Linked DNA regions of Sus scrofa: region 1 is linked to region 2. Evidence: chromatin contacts called from public HiChIP or PLAC-seq data. All regions are on one chromosome and are shown on one strand. Each heading gives the region's core, a stretch centred on a gene start, on an enhancer-like site or on the middle of the called end of the contact. The rest is flanking DNA. Distances are from core to core; before and after follow the strand shown.

Evidence for each region. HiChIP or PLAC-seq counts read pairs in DNA pulled down with a chosen protein or histone mark.
Region 1: an H3K27ac HiChIP or PLAC-seq map of skeletal muscle shows a contact between it and region 2. The contact joins two enhancer-like sites. A contact is called at or near these places in 1 of 47 Hi-C or Micro-C datasets (embryonic fibroblasts) and 1 of 2 datasets of contacts at active chromatin or transcription factors (skeletal muscle).

The regions. Positions count from the first base shown.
Region 1 is chr9:129,155,906-129,160,676 of Sscrofa11.1, reverse strand. The region is part of intron 4 of PTPN14 (tyrosine-protein phosphatase non-receptor type 14); the gene reads right to left. Among named protein-coding and RNA genes, the nearest start is that of PTPN14, 44 kb to the right of the region's middle. Within about 2 kb of position 2,701, at least 4 of the 83 cell types and tissues checked have an H3K27ac peak or open chromatin away from gene starts, as enhancers often do. A contact at or near this core is called in skeletal muscle, where this site is marked.
Region 2 is chr9:129,027,444-129,032,006 of Sscrofa11.1, reverse strand. No RefSeq gene overlaps it. Among named protein-coding and RNA genes, the nearest start is that of CENPF, 17 kb to the right of the region's middle. Within about 2 kb of position 2,551, at least 12 of the 83 cell types and tissues checked have an H3K27ac peak or open chromatin away from gene starts, as enhancers often do. A contact at or near this core is called in skeletal muscle, where this site is marked.

The DNA of each region.
Region 1 (4,771 bases), core at 1,452-3,951, 130 kb before region 2:
TATGCAACACAAAAGCTCTCATTGCTTCCCAGAAGCCTTTTGAGAAAATTAAGATAACTGCTTTCTAGAACTAGGCCTTTCTATCATTAAACTTTTTTTTTTTTACTTAAATATATTGTGTTTCTGATGGGTAGCTGGAATCAAGACTTCATGAACCAGTCCAAAAAATAATATCTTGTTTTTAAAAATTGACTATGGGAGTTCCTGTTGTGGCTCAGCTGAAACGAACCCAGCTAGTAACCATGAGGATGTGGGTTCTATCCCTGGCCCTGCTCAATGGGTGAAGAATCTGGCATTGCCAAGAGCTGAGGTGTAGGTCATAGGTACAGTTAGGATCTGATGTTGCAATGGCTGAAGCAAAGGCCGGCAGCTGCAGCTCCAATTAGGTCCCTGGCCTGGGAACTTCCATAGGCCGCACTTGCGGCCCTAAAAAAAAAAAAAAAAAAAAAAAAAAAAAAGTCATGAAAACTTTAATGTTTTCACAACTTTGGAATTTTATTTGGTTGAAATGATTTTATTATTGTTACTCAATTTACCTACTGCTTCATGTTACATTTACCTAAATTCAGTAGAAATTGACAAACCAGAAAAGCCAGAGAATTACTGAAATCCATAGACAGTATTCTCAGTTTTGAAAACAATATTCTCTTTTTTTAATTAAATTCACAATTTTAAAGCCAGGGTAAATGGTGGAAAAGGTTCCATATGAGGGTTTCAGGTCCCAGAGTAGGACAATTCAGGTAAGTTGTTGTTACTACTTTTATTAAGGACGTACATACTGCTAAATTCTTGTGCAATAAGTAATATTTAATAACTTGTTTAGGGATATATCATACATTACATTATGCATAGTCTATTAGGCATTATCAACATTTAACAAACTGGAAGACTAAAATGCTAGACTCTAAAACAGGAAATAGGAGTTCCCGTTGTGGCTCAGTGGTTAATGATCCGACTAGGAACCATGAGGTTGCGGGTTCGGTCCCTGCCCTTGCTCACTGGGTTAAGGATTCAGCGTTGCCGTGAGGTGTGGTGTAGGTTGCAGACGCGGCTCAGATCCCGAGTTGCTGTGGCTCTGGTGTAGGCCAGTGGCTACAGCTCCGATTGGACCCCTAGCCTGGAAACCTCCATATGCTGCGGGAGCAGCCCAAGAAATGGCAAAAAGACCAAAATGAATAAATAAATAAAACAGGAAGTAAAAACTGTGGAACCTTGGGTTCTCCATGGTGATCAGGCCAAGGCCCCCATAAAGATGCCCATAGTTGTTCCACAAATAAGATCACACTATTTTCTAGGTTCCTCAGCCTAAAACAAACTTTGCTATTTTTTTTTTTTTTTTTTAATTTTTTGGCCTCATCTGAAGCATGTGGAAGTTTCCGGGCCAGGGATCAAACCTGAACCACAGCAGCAACCTGAGCCACAGCAGTGACAATGCCAGATCCTTAACCCACTGAGCCACCAGGGAACTCCTGCAACTCTTTAATTCCTTCCCAATTCCTACAATCCATCCTGAGAGAGAATGTCTCTAACATCTATTTACAGACATAAAACAGCAGCTGCCACTGAAAGAACATCAGGATAGAGCTGTCTTCCATTTAACCAAACTTCGCAAGTGTAAGACGCACCTGTGGCGCCAAGGAAAAGATTCTGATTCAGGCAGTCAGGAGTGGGGTATGAGAATATGCATTGTTTGCTTGTTTTTTTGTCTCTTCTAGGGCCGCACATGTGGCATATGGAGGTTCCCAGGCTAGGGGTCTAATCTGAGCTGTAGCCGCAGGCCTATGCCAGAGCCACAGCAACTTGGCATCCGAGCCGCCATCTGCAACCTACACCACTGTTCACAGCAACGCCGAATCCTCAACCCACTGAGCAAGGCCCGGGATCGAACCCACAACCTCATGGTTCCTAGACAGATTTGTTAACTACTGAGCCATGACGGGAGCTCTGAGAATATGGGTTTTTTAAAGAATGTCACAGGAGATTGTGGGGCATGCAGGATAAGGACCCCACTTAAAGATTCGACCAACCCAATATCTTAGTTTCGTCTTGTTTTTAATAGTCATCACTTACCAAGAGTCTATCATCTCTTTAAATAATCTTCAATTGGAATCTGTTTATGTTATTCCAACAACACCCTCTTCAAGTTACAAGCACTGCAAGATTAGCATCAGGTCATCCTGGCGCTTGCTACCGCAGCCAACCTGGCTTCCAGACCCTGAACAGCTGCTCTGACCATCTGTGAAGCTGCAGGGCCAGGCCTGCCTTGTCCTGCTGCCCCGTACTTGCCTGATAACCGCAGTGCAGAGAGGAGGACCAGTCTGGGCCCTCTGGGCAAGATCTGCTCCCTTGCAAAGGACTGGGGTCAGGGTAGGGAGCCTACTTGGGAAATACATGTTTCTGATAACAACATAGTTTTAAATTTGCCTTTGCAACTCTACCTTTGGGAAGTGCCTGAGGAAATAAGGAACAAATTTGAACTTAATTTCAATGCCATCAAATCCTTTGTCTTTCGAAATTTTAATTTCCAGCACTCATGAGTCAGTATCAAATTTATACACAGCAGAGTTTCTAGCAAAGCAGGGTTTATGGCGATTTAGGCTCTGCTTATCATCAATTAGGTGCCAAGCCCCTTGGTGGAACTGTAATGTGCCAACTTGGCGAGGCTGAACTACATTTCCCAGAATGCTCTTCCCAGTATGTTTCCGGCTAGGTGGGGCCAGCGTGGATTCTTCTACCAGGTGACTGACAACTACTGCTCTGCAATTTCTCATTACCACACAGAATATCTCTTTTATTTAAAAAAACAAACATTATCTGCATACCCACTCTGTGCTGAACACAGTGATGGGTGCTTTCTGAGTTAATCACCTCCGACCGACTATAAACACAGAAGCTGCATTTCGGGGAGTTTACAGAGCCTGACCGAGAAACAAACACCTGCAAACTCCGTCTTCTGACTGCACGTCTGTGCTCCTAGTGCAGCACAGTTTTGTTTTTGAACTACATTTTATTCCCAGCTACTATTTTCCTTGAAGATTAGACTGACTACCAGTTGATGCCATCCATGATTGATTTTCCACCAATCATTCAAAATATACACAAATGCAGTCGGGCATCCACATAACTTGCATTGATATTTTCCACCAGCGTCTGTCTGAGTTTTCACAATTGGTCATTTATTTCAAAGATCCAAATCACTGGCCTTGTCCAGTTTTCCTTAGATCTATAGGTTTTGCTCTTTAGTTATTACTGTTAATGTCTTCTGGTGACGTTCTTCAAAACATTTGTTGTCCTGGTCAAAACCATTTGTTTTGTCTATGTTTTCTTTTTTAAAAAATAAATTTGCTTGGAGTGTATGTGACTTACAATGCTGCATTAGTGTCAGGTGTACAGCAGTGAATCATACGCATACGTATATATATCCATTCTTTAGCAGACTCTTTCCCCGACACAGGCTGTTACAGACTACTGAATAGGTTTCCCCGAGCTCTACAGCCGGTCCTTGTTACTGACTGATTTTGCATATAGTGGGTAGTGTACTTGGTATATGTCAATCCCAACCTCCCAATCCATTCCTCCTCACATCTCCCCTTTGGTAGCCATCAGTTTGGTTTCAAAATTTCTGAGTCTATTTCTGTTTTGTGAATAAGTTCTTCTGTATCATTTTTATTAGATCCCACATATTAGTGATCTCATACAATATCTGTCTTTCTCTGACTTACTTCACTTAGTATGATCATTTCTAGGTCCACATTGCTGCAAAAACAAAAACAAAAAGCCACATTTATTTCTAACATTGCTGCACCTCTCTGATTTTTGGTTAAAGTGTCTTGTGTCTGCCTTGCAATTTAGTGAAACATACGTCAAATGTGCTAGGCTCTGCTTTGAATAACGGTTAATACCTTTCTATGCTGGCAGGAACCAGTTTTACGCTGGTGAAATATCTACTTGCTCTCGCCAGCTGCAGGCACAAGCTTGACAGGCTAACCTTGATAGCTGGGCTGCTATGAACTGAAACATGTGGTGACATGTCCCTGCCACAATGACTCCCCCGCTGCTCTCACAGATGACACCAGAAAGCAGCAGTACCATCCCCTCACTGCCACACCTGGCAACTTGACACCTGCTGACACCTTTCTACTGTTTATTTCCAATGTCTCAGTTTTCCACTCTTCTAAAGGGCTTAGTGTCATCTGAAAGCTAGTCACTTTCACTCTGTGCCCAGGGCGGCAGATCACTGATTAAAAAAACCCAAAAAACAGAAACGTTAAATAACACCCATCTTAGTTCCAATCTCCACATAATGCTCACTATTTAAAGGACGCCATTCAAAGAAATGCCTGTTTTCTCTCACTCTTTGATTCTTCTGTCTAAACGACTTCCTTCCCTTGGACAAAACACATCTCTTCCAGTCCCGCAGGGTGTCTTGGTGGTGGCAGGGGGTGGGAGGGGTGGATGGGCAAAAGGCTTTTAGAAGTTTAAATAAACCCTATCCCTGGGCTCTCCCACGCCTGCATTCTTGGTTCACCTAAAACTATCCCAGTACAGGCTTAAGAGCCAGGCTTCTGTCCCTAAGCGGCTGTGTGACTGTGGACAAAGTCCCTTTACCTCCCTGGTTCTTTCTTCATCGGTACAGTAAACCAACTGGACTCCGCAATCTGTGGCATTTCACACCTGCATAAAAAACTATGATTCTAGAAAAGCCTAATCCGTCTCGAAACCGTACTTTGTCAAATAGGCTATGTTTGCTTAAAATTTGGTTTTTTTTTGT
Region 2 (4,563 bases), core at 1,302-3,801:
ACTGAAAACAGGTCAAGACCAGAAATGATTTTCACATTAAAGTGCATCAATATTAAACAAGTGACACTCTCCTGGAACGTTGGCACAACTGAGTGACGAAGAAGAGGCGAGCTGGGGAGGGGACTGTGGCCCACTTGTTTTGCCTCTTTCTCCCGATAATGATCTTCCACCCAACAGACTGAGCCCCTGGGGGGAGGGGGAGGGCAGGAGTGGGGACGAAATTATCTTCTAAATTATCTTCAATTTAGTCTGCTTCGCTTTTCTGTAGAAGTACCAACAGAAGGGAACAGAGGTTGAAGTAAATGAGGTGGAAATAAGATTCTGAATTATCAGTGTATTTCAATTATCTCTGCTCACCCTTGCAGGTTGACTGCACTCAATTTCCTTTAGACTTCCCTAGGTAGGGAAGTCTAGACTCATGAGAAAGAATGATTTCTCTCTCATGCAAGCTCTAGTCCCCGTACCAAACTCTAATATTTTTAAGGAAGATTACAAAAAACTTAGGAAGGCCTAAATAGAAAAAAACATGTCTACATTTTGATTCATATAAAACGTCTTTAAGACATTTTTGTTAATAGAGAGAGGGTTTTTCCTAGTATTTCTGGACCATATGTCCGAAGAGTCCCTCCAGGTCACCTCTCTGCGTATGTGCCCCAGAGTCGAGGAAAAGAAGTAACATTATACCCCCTCTATGTACACACTTTTCCTTCAGTTCTTCCTGTCTTTGTTGGAGAAAGAGCTTCCATTCTTTTGGAATGCTTTTTTTTTTTTTAATTTTTATTTTTTTTTGTCTTTTTGCTGTTTCTTGGGCCGCTCCCACTGCATATGGAGGTTCCCAGGCTAGGGGTCCAATCGGAGCTGTAGCCACCGGCCTACACCAGAGCCACAGCAACGCGGGATCCGAGCCGTGTCTGCAACCTACACCACAGCTCACGGCAACGCCGGATCGTCAACCCACTGAGCAAGGGCAGGGACCGAACCCGCAACCTCATGGTTCCTAGTCGGATTCATTAACCACTGTGCCACGGCGGGAACTCCATGGAATGCTTTTAAATTCTCATGTCAGAGAACCTTTACCGAAGCCAAACATGGGCCTCGGTTGATTCCAGTGGATTCGGCTGAACTAAGACTATGCCTGGATGGAACAGCAGGTGAAGTCAGTTATGTTCCACCTACATCTGTGGATGTAGAAAACCATGATAAAAGCCAGGCAGGGAGATCATAAGGTTATTTATTTTTTGAAGAAAAGAAAGAATTGGACAGCCAGAAAAGAAAGGAGAAGGGCTTTTGTCTCTACAGCGTCTATAAGAAACAGTGAAAATATTAGCAGCCTGATGAGGGCGGAGAGGATGGAGAGCATCCCAGGGGAACGTTCTTTATTTGCAAGGATGCTTAGAGGATCTGGTGTTGGACCTGGAAGGGGGTGAGAGGTTGGGTTAAAGAGGTGGGGAGAGAGAATTATAAGGAGAGGTTGGAAGGGGGCACAAAGGTTGGAATGAGCACACTGGTGGGGGTGGGGGAGGATGCGTACTGAGGAGGCTTGTTTGTCTACCCAAGGGAGGGGCTGCCTCAGAAAAGGACACAAGCCTCTTCTCTGAAGGAGGGTCAGGGACGGGCCTCGCTGTGGCCCGGGCGTGGCCTGCGCTGCTTCTGTCTGGCAGAGATCCTTCATTGAGAGCCTTTGCACTGCCAAGGAAATTCGCCCCCAGATCAGCTGAGTTAAACTTCAACTCTTCCCGGCCCCACCACCAACCCTTCCGGATCTTGTCCTTTGGCCATAAGACCTTTAAAATTGCTGAAAGAATGGGGCAGAGAAGAAGAGGTTAATGGTTTTTCCTAAGCAATTCATGTGGGCATGCTATTTGAATAACTAGTGTTCTAGGATTCTCTTCATTTATTTTCCACTAGAACATTCAGCCTCATAACTACTCCTTGCAAGGACAATTCTGGAATTCCCTGTCTTTATCTGTATCTTTCTCTCTCCCTTTCTTTGTTACAAACATGCACACGCACAGCCAGAGTTTCCTGTAGGTTCTGACCTGGGCCCATGTAAGAGCACCAGCTGTAAAGGTAGCAGAGGAAATCTCAGCATTTGACTTTCAGCTCCTTATAAACATAGGACTGTGCATACAAGTTGCATACAAAAACACGGAATTATACTACTTGAAAAAAATCTGGCATTTCCCCTAGAAGGAAAAAAATAAAAATCCTGTTGGCCTGAGAATCTTGAATGGTTCTTTTTCTTTTTCTTTTCTTCCTTTTAATTCCTGAATCTTACCAAGAAGATCCCGGGGAATGATTCGCGTTTTCCAAGTGTGGGTCTCAGTTATTTTGAAACCCTCCTCTTTGGGAGCTACTCAGGTGTGTGGATCTTTGTAAAGAGATGGTCTTTGCCCAAATACCTAACTCAGTCTGCTCTCCTGTTCTCTTTCCGTGAGATCCAAATCTTTACGATGAACTTAAAAAAACAAAAAACACCTGGTCTGGCACCCGGTGCAGATTCTGCAACTCTAAGAACCAAACCATTCACCGCCTGGCCTTCGGGTCGGGTCTGCCAGCCAAGAGGGAACAGGAAGCTTGCCTCTGAGTCCAGGACTATGGAATGCAAACCCCCAAGCAGTTATTTGCTGTGGTTTTCAGCTTTGTCTTGGAAATTAAGAACAACGTGAACTCTTTTCTAAGTAGCATTTTAGTCAATAAATACCAACCTAGCACTTGAAGTCTTTGAACCTACTCCAGTAGGCACCCTTTGCACAATATTTTAACACTATATTAGTTTTTAAAGCCAATCTAATCTGGGTACAAGTGTACGGAGTGCCCAGATCGCCTGGCTCATTAGGTTGCTATTTAAGACCAAGGAAGATCAAATACCCTCACCTAAAAATCCTTAGTAGGCATTTCACTGCTTTATGTAAACCTCGGCCAGCTGCTGGACTGTTTTTCTCATGGGCCACACTAGAGTTGCAGTTTTCAGATTTGTAGAGGGGTAGGGGGCCATGAGAGAGAAAGGGCCGGAGTTTCATGCAGCTAATGCAGATGTGCATTTAGACCAAATGTCTGCTGGCAATCCAATTTAATAGCTCATTTCCAAATCCTTTCTTGGAAGAAGAATTCAGATTACATAATCATGAAAAACAAACCTGTTGCCACCCAGCATGAACTAACATGTTACAGTACTTTATGGCTGAGGGTTATTAAGCCCAGAACCCAGTTTCATGCACAGAAGAGAACACTGGGAAAATGAAAATATGCCAGTCTTGTCAGAGTAATGCCACTTAGTAGCAGTTCACTTTTCTTGTTACTTCACACTACCTTAAGACTGTGGGTTGATTAAGTAGGTTCTCATTTACTGCTGATTAAGGCCATATGATTATTAGCAACCTAAGAGCCTATTAGAGCAATGCGTTAGGTAAGCTCTTCTTAGTGGGATGACCACCTTGGGTGGTCCTAGGCATCCCGAAATTCCCACCACATGCATCCTCCTGCTGGGTTGCCTTTGCTGACACTGCAGCCCTGGGCAATGGCAGTAATGACCTTTGATTCTCGTGCAGCTGTTCACAGCACACACTGTTAAATTCACCCAAAGAAGCCTGGTATTCTGAGTCTTTAAATGTCTCAATTCCGGTAGCCTTAGAAACTAAATCTAAGCTAGATTTTAATCGATGTTTCCCAGCTTAAGAGCCATACATAGACTCTCTCCTAAGACTCTTACTTGAGGTTCCCAAAGGAAATCTATTCATATCAGCTGTGGGGCTGAGTCGATAGCCAGGCATTCAAAGGGGTTTCTTTCTCATTTCAGACAGGTAACCCAATAAAAAGAATGTTTTGTTTTTGGCCGCACCCTCGGCCTGTGGAAGTTCCCAGGCCAGGATGGAACACCAGCCACAGCAGTGTCCCAAGCCGCTGCGGTGACAATGCCGAATCCTGAACCCGCTGCCCCACAGGAGAACTCCTAAAAAAACTTTTCTGCCTCCAGCAAAAAGTTGACCTAAATTTCTATTTTCAACACAGAAGTGAAAAAAAGAAAACAATCTGACTCATCAAATTAGGCAACCACCAACTCATCATCGTATAAACTTTCCTGTGATTAACATACCTTATGAACTAACCAGGAGGTGGAAAATCCCCTTGGTTCACCCAGCAGAAAACACAGGTGATTAGAGGACCTAGCCTCTCCAGAACTGTAAGTACCAACAGTCCCTTCTGAGTACTTACCATGTGGCCCGGTACTAAAAGCTTTACACAGATTATCTCACTTAATCCTCATAAGAGCCCCGTCAAGTCGAGGAATTTGCCCGATGTCCCACGGCTGGTAGGTGGTAGGTGGAAGCCCTGGAGGTGATCCTCAGTTTGATACCCGTGGCCCTGCGCTGCACTGCGCTGCCTCCTGGTTACCAGGCAGCAGGGGAATTGAGAAGGCAAGGAAAGCACTCTTCAGATGCTGCGGACACCAGATCACCTGTATACGTCCTGAACACATCATCTGTCATCTTTGACTTTGTGTGAAATCATACATTTCTCTTGGTAATTCAAGAAGCACACGCAAATCTAAAAAGTGTTGGT